Regions from separate parts of the Rattus norvegicus genome. Here region 2 is linked to region 1. A link is a contact called in public Hi-C data. All regions are on one chromosome and are shown on one strand. The core of a region is the stretch at or near the end of the contact, and the rest is flanking DNA. Distances in the headings are between cores, read along the strand shown.

Region 1 (3,535 bases), core at 763-3,262:
CATGTATGTGAATATGTGTGTGTGTGTGTGTGTGTGTGTGTGTGTGAGAGAGAGAGAGAGAGAGAGAGAGAGAGAGAGAGATTGGGGTGTCCATACCCTGGCTCTGTTTGCTTTCCTTTGGACCAAAATTGAGTGGCTATTGTGACGGCCACCAGATTGAGATATCATAGCAGACACCCTGAAAGCTTAAAAAAATGGAAGCAAGCCAGCAGAGGAGGGCGATCTTTTATGTCTAAGTGGAGGCTCTGGCAGGGGACCTGGAGACATTTCTCACATTCTCTCCACCCCTCCCCCTGCAGGTCCAGAGTCAGACACCTCGTCAGAATGCCATCCAGCCTTCGATATTCAGCTGCCCCAGATGGAGGGAGGAGATTGTGCTCTCTCTAGTCCCATGACCTCAAGTCCAAGTAGCACCACGGTTTTCCCTGCTCAATCCTGCCTCCTTCAGTTCTGGGGTGACTTTCTGTGCTTTCTAATCCTAGGAAGTGACAGGCAGTCCCCCTTCACCTCTGTGTCTTAGTGAACTCCCCATCAGCCCTCTGTGGGAAATCCCAAGTGTGGTTCTCCTTTAAAATATTTTTACCAGCACATATTAATCATACCCAACAATGGGTTTCATTACGTTTTCACACGTGCATTGATTTTGATCATAATAATTTTCTTCTCAGGTAGCTCCCTTCCACTTTCAGATCCCCTCCCCCTTTTCTGAGACAGGGTCTTACTGTGTAGCCTCGGTTGGCCTAGAACTTTCTATCTAGACCAGGTTGGCCTCAACACAAAGACTGCCTCTGCCTCCCTAGTGCTGAAATCGAGGGCGTGTGCTGCCACATCCAGGTTTATGACAGGATCTCCAGGGGCCCAAACCTATGCTGACTCTGTGCAGGCAGTCACAGCCGGTGTGAATTCGTGAGTACAGCAGCCACATCGCGCCAAGAAGTCAGCCCTCACCCAATTCCCCATTTTCCCTAGGCCCTTACATTGTTTCTACTCTTCCTTTTCTCCAAGATGTTTCTTGAGTCTTGGAAGGGATGACACAGACGTCCCATTTATGGATGAGTGTCTGATGATCATTTCTTGTCTCTGTTTTCGACCAGGTATCAATCTATACAGCCACTGCTGATCACTAGAGTCGACAGGAGCAGTATTCTATGGACACAGAAGGCTCTTCTTGACCACATCATGCCTATTTAGCAAGCCAACAGCAATAGTTTCCCCCACTAGGGTCTATGATCTCTTCGGCCACGGGCTTCTGACTGAGTTCGCAGTATCAGATGTCAATTCTCTCTGGTGGCGTGGGCCTCAGATCCGATCTAGCACGGTTCCTTATTTTGTCTGGATACCAACCAAAGCACAAGAAAGGGATCAGAAGGCTGTGCAGGCTATGCTGCTGCGTGCTGGGTGCACAACCCAGAGATGAACAGGGGACAGTGGAGTCTCAGAGGGGGATGGTACCTGGACAGGCGTGTCTATGGGGAGACGATGTTACTCCAGACTTGACCCTTAGGAAACAGATAGGCAGGGGAAGGGTTTCAGGTGAGTCACCACTGTAGCCACTGTAAGGTCTGGGCGTTGTGGCAGCCATTCAGTGGATGGTGTTGGGGAGGAAGCAGCGCAGGGAGGAGAGGGGCGTCGGTCCTAAGAGACTCTCAGAACTGAGGTCTAAAGTTGGAGCCACGTATATGTAGTTCTGAGGCTGGCATTTAGCTCTTCCAAGCTCATCCCTAGCTGCTTTCTTTCTGCCTTTCCTGGAGGCTCCAGAGACATGCTGGTTTTGCCTCTGCCAGGAGAGGGCAGTGGTGGCTGCTACTCTGGTTGTCTGGGCGGGTAAACCTTTTTCCACTGGAGAGCAAGGGTGACTGCTTGAGAGAGAAGGGGCCATTTCTCTGACCCTCGCTTTCTCTAACTATATCTCCAAGAATGAACAGGTAGGCTTAATCGCTCCGACGGACAGGCTCCTGAGGCCTGATAGAAAGCCCATCTCACCTCCACTGGGGATTCGGAAAGCCGGTTAAGGCTTGTGGTGGCTGTTAGCAGCATTATTAAGCAACCGTTCTGTGCCAGGCACCGTACTGGATTCTTTTCTCATGCGTCATCTTAAAAAAAAAAAAAGAGAAGAAGATTTATTTTTATTTTATGCATGTGGGCGTCTTGACCGCGTGCGCGTCTGTGCGTCACGGAAGCCAGAAGGAAGAGCGTTTCACGTTTCCCTAGACCTGGAGTTAGAGATAGTTGTGAGCGGCTCCTCGTGGGCGGCTCCAACTTGGGTAGGAATCCAACCTGGTTCCTCTGCTAAGAGCAGCGGCGAGCGCTCTGGATCGCTGCACCATCTCTCCAGCCCTCGAGTCTCAGTTTTTAAAAGCCTTACAACAAACTATGCAAGTGTAATTCAGCTCTCGGAGAACGACCCAACCCCTCCCATCCAGTGCCGGGATACGATCAACTCGGTTACTATGGGCGCAGCCCCCTTGGGAGGGGTGCGCCACCCCCGGAACTCAGATAACCGAAAGCTCAAGGTGCCAACTGGTATGCTGAACTCGCCATACCTGAAACGCTGGGTATTTCAGCCTAAGAAGATTAGGTATTGACGAGTGATATTTGGGAAGGGGTTTTGTGAAGGACCCTTTCCTGCCATAGCCTGTAACTAGGCACTGCGATGGTGGCAATGGTTCAAAATAAACAGCTTACCCATCAGTCCCATCTTCCCCTTGCTCCCTGCACCCATAGGTCTCCGAGGGACTCATAAGGCCCCAGGATTTCCCTGTCAATCTGCTGTGTCAGCATGGTTCCTAGCATAGCTGAAGGCCCCACCACATCAACCCAGATGGATGGTAGGGGCGTCTTTAGCTCCCCCCTCATACAGAGACTTCACCTTCAGTGTCATTAAAACTCTCAGGAATGTCACAAGCCTGAGACCCCACAAAGCAATCACAATAGAGAGAACTTGGCACAATGGGGTCAGGCAGGGTAGGGACATGCGTGGATCCTGGCGTCTGCTCCAGGCAGACAAGACCCTCTTCCTCTCTCTCCTCACCAAACACGCTCCACGATGGCACTCTCTGCGGTTCTCAACAGCTACGGCCCCTGGCTCTCACCACCCACTTGTTCCGTCTTCCAGAATTTGGCACGCGCCAACAACATCCTAGACTCCCAGGGGACGCCAGGCTGCAGTCTGTGCTTTTGGGCTGTATCCTGGTGAGCACTTCAGGGACCCCCACACATTACAGAAGCTCATAGTTTTCCTCGTTCACCTTCAGGAGCCCTGCTGGTCGCTGGGCAGTCTTGGCCCAGCAAGGTCACTCTCTGTGTCTTCTGTGTCACTTCTAGTGCTCCTTTGACTTGGCCTCCCTTCTTCCGGGAACCCCCTGTGACAGACTTTGCACTGCATTGCAGCCTCCACTGTGATGCGGGTGTCAGTCGAGTCATCTCTGGTTTGCCTCTTTCTGCTTCTGCTTGTGTATGGGTCCCCTCCAGCAGGAGCAGAGATCCCCAATCTTAAGGACATGCCTCTTTTATGTGTGTCCCTCAGATTTGAACT
Region 2 (3,535 bases), core at 331-2,830, 37 kb after region 1:
GGCGAGTGTCCGCTGATATCCCCCCCCCCGTATGGGAATGTGTGCCACCATTGTGCACGTGGGTGTAGAACATGTGTTTGAATGTGTGGAGGAGATACAAGTGTGCCTTTACACCCCTAAGTGGAGGTGAGGGTGGGGGTGCCTCCACTCACGCCTCTGCTCGTGAGCGAGTATCTGGGTGAGTGTACGTTTCTCTTTGTGTGCATGTGTGCATTTGTGTGGACCCAGGGCCGTCCCCTCCCCCACGCGGCGGCATTGCCTCACCCCGTGACACAGCCGCTAATGACTATTTGCTATTGTCTGTGCATGGTGGCATCACCTGCTCTAATGACAGTCTCCCTGCCTAATGACTTGGCTCCTGCCCCATTATTTGTCAGCCATAGGGCCACTGGCCTGGTGGCTAGAGAGATGTTGACTAGCTCCATACATTTCCTGCTGGGTGTCTGTGGGGGTGGGGGCAGCACCGATTCCACCCCCTCCCACAGCCCTCAGGGTGCTCGCGTGGGCCAGGATTTCAGCTGGCAGGTAGCATTCCTAGGCAGAAAGCCCCAGGTGTGGGCTCTGCCTTCTTTCTGGGCAGGGCTGGGTGTCTGCTGCTGAGCTGATGATAATTCTTTCTCCGCTGCCCCTCCCGACAAGGTGCCCTGGACCTCAGCAGGCAACCTGATCTCCTTCCGTCACCAGACAGTGCCTGCCAACACAAGCAGAGATGTCCTTTCTGAGAAGGCTTCTCTGAGCCCAGATGCTCTGGTCTGGGACAACCTCTGAGGAGCAAGGGGGGTGTGGAACTGCCTGGGAGTTCTTGAGACCCTGGGCAAGTTCCCTTGTAAGAAGGCGGCCAGCCCTTCTCCTTGTATCTCAGTTATAACTGAAATGATGTTAAAGTGGCCTCTGGATCCTGAAGGAGGAAGCAGAAGGTTTCTTGTTCTTGCTTGCTGCCCCTTCAGTGAACGTATAGCCTCTTGTTTGTATTCTCATGGCTTGGAAGTGGTTTTATCTTCATTACCCTTCTTACAGGTTTGCTTCCCCGACTTGGCGTTTGCTCAGATGGCAGGGGAGCCCAGGACCATGCCTCGCTCATAGAGATTCGCTAAACGTTTCCCCAGTCTGGGAGATGCACACCCGGCTGTAGATGTGGGTCCTGAACTGAGTGCCAAACTCATCTTACATCTTCACAGTCTCCCTAGGTCTTGACCCAGCGTAAAGGGCTTCTGGTGCTCTAGTGACTGGGAGGAGGGAGACGGTGTGCTGAGAGGCTGTCACAGAGGGACAGTAAGGGTGACTTTCTCTCTGCACCCTCAGCTTATGAGACCTTATAAGTAAGGAAGGGAGGAAGGAGCTGATGTGACGTGCAGGCTCTCTCACCTGTTGAGTTGGTGTCCCTGTCCTGGTGGAAGCACTTACTCCCTTGAGCTGGTGGGAGCACTTACTCCCTTGAGCTGATGGGAACACTTACTCCTTTAAGCTGGTGGGAACACTTAACTCTCTTGAGCTGAACCTTGCTCCCATTACCTGCAACAGGATTCCTCAAATGTTTGTTGGTGACTCACTGGAGGGTCATGAGGATGGAGAGCTCATGTATCACAAAGCACAGTTTCATGACAATACGTATGTGCCGGCCTCTACGTAAAGTATATTCTGTACTGTGGGCTGACAAGAAATAACCCGTGACAGATAATCTGCCATTTGAGGGAAGGACTAGGGACAGTGGGGACTTCCCTCCAGAGTCTCTGGGAAGCCAGAACTCTATAGTCTGTCCTGGTGTGGCACCTCCAGCAGAGGCTCACCCCTTCTTACCCCAATTCTCAGAACCCCTTCTCTCCACATTTCCCCAGAGAAGGTCTGGTTTGGCATCCAGTAGTAACTAGAATGTGGTTGCTAGGCAGGCAGAGAATAAAGGAAGGCCTTCCAGGCACACCTGTCCCATGAGCCATTGCTCTGTCTCCTGCAATCCTGAGCCCTTAGCCAACCTAGCTCATGGCTGGGGCAAGGGCATCAGAAAATGCTTTTCATAAAAGCAGATAATGGGCTCAATGGTAGGAGTGCCAGCACTCAGGAGGTTCCAGCAGCCCTCACCTCCAGCCTGGGTGAGCTGGGGAGTTGGGGAAAGGACTTGGTTTCAGGGATTCCGTGTCTTCCCATAAATACCTCCCACACTGGTCTGATTGGTGGGGTGTGAACGTTGTGTGGTGTATGCACGGGTATACATACTTATGTTCACGCTCACGGAGGCGAGAGAGACTTGAGTATCCTGCTCTGTCCTTTTCTACTGTACTCCTCTGAGGCTCACCCCCTTGAGGGAGGGTATCTCACTGAACCTAGAGCGAGGCTGGAAGCCAGCAAGCCTCAGGGACCCTCCTGTCCACTTCGACAGTGCTGGGTTACAGGAGCGTGTAGCCACACCCAGGGTTTTGCATGGGTGCTGGGGGGTTGAACTCAAGTCTTCATGCTTAGACAGCAAGCACTCTTATCCAAGGCACTAACTCCCCGGGCCCATTGCTTTTATTAAAAAACCTTCCTGATTCCCTGCTCCCTTGTAAGCCATGTTGGCTAAGGGCTTGGGGTTGAAGGAGGAGAAGCGGGGTCCCTGGCCCAGGTGCAGGGAGCGCCTACCTTTGTTCTCCGCCCAGCCTGTACCACCCTCTCCTACCCTCTTTCTCAGCTCCATGCTTGGTACCCACTTCCTCTCAGGCCTCTGATTTCTGTGCTCACCGCACGGATGGTGAAATAAAGGTGCAAAGGAGTCAAGTTCACACAAACAGGAGGTACTAGGACCAAGGTTCCTTCCCAGGTCAGTCTCTCCCCATAGCTTCCTGTGGCCATGTGGGGAGCCCACTGGGTTCTGGTGAAGATGCAGCACCTACAGACAGCTTGGTTTCTGGGGCTGAGAGGAGTGGACCTGGTCTCGGAAGGGTTTGCAGTACACCGAAGGACGCTGCTTTCCTTTGAAGAGAGACCGACCTCTTCCAGGCTCTCCAGAGACTTCTGCCCCCATATGACCTTATCTGGGGCCTCCCCGAGAGTCCAAGGGAGAAGTGGGGAGAAGCTGCTTACCGAGGGGAGTTTCATCAGGGAGATTGCTTGATTATCAAGAGGGGAAAAAATTGCAGCAAGAGAGATGTGGCTTCGATTCCAGAGTGTTCCTTGGCACTCCTTAAGGGCAGGGACTAATCCTCTAGCAAAATGGACTTAATTAATGCTCGAGAGCTGAGACCTATGAGAACATTTGCAAAGTAGCATAAGCAAGGTAGTTGAGCACGCAGTAAATTTTGCATCTAAGCTGCTGAGGGGACGCGGAGTAAGCCATGGTTAGAGCAGGGTGGGGTCTGCCGAGGAAAGCTTCCCGAAAGGGCAGTGTGGGGATAAGCTGGGAAAGACCAGGCTCTCTCTGCGGTGGTGGGAGGCAGCAGGCAGCCGGCTTCTCAAAAGCATCATTGCGGAACCCTCCAGTCCTGAGGGACCCCACACCCTCGACCCGACTCAGTGACTGGCTACTTTGGGAATTCACCCTGCCTCCTGGGTGGGGACTGTCCAG

Evidence for each region. A called contact is a pair of places that touch in the nucleus more often than the background predicts.
Region 2: a contact with region 1 is called in a Hi-C map of the A7r5 cell line, with 3 times the contacts expected there. The contact joins two enhancer-like sites. A contact is called at or near these places in 8 of 12 Hi-C or Micro-C datasets (the A7r5 cell line, the Rat2 cell line, hepatocytes and 4 more).

Annotation. Positions count from the first base shown.
Region 1 is chr7:134,335,374-134,338,908 of GRCr8, forward strand. No RefSeq gene overlaps it. Among named protein-coding and RNA genes, the nearest start is that of Krt80, 27 kb to the right of the region's middle. Within about 2 kb of position 2,013, at least 8 of the 93 cell types and tissues checked have an H3K27ac peak or open chromatin away from gene starts, as enhancers often do. A contact at or near this core is called in the A7r5 cell line, where this site is marked.
Region 2 is chr7:134,372,366-134,375,900 of GRCr8, forward strand. LOC120093741 (a long non-coding RNA gene) reads left to right here. Exons shown (of 4, transcript XR_010053115.1): 1 at 1-2,087. Among named protein-coding and RNA genes, the nearest start is that of Krt80, 10 kb to the left of the region's middle. Within about 2 kb of position 1,581, at least 5 of the 93 cell types and tissues checked have an H3K27ac peak or open chromatin away from gene starts, as enhancers often do. A contact at or near this core is called in the A7r5 cell line, where this site is marked.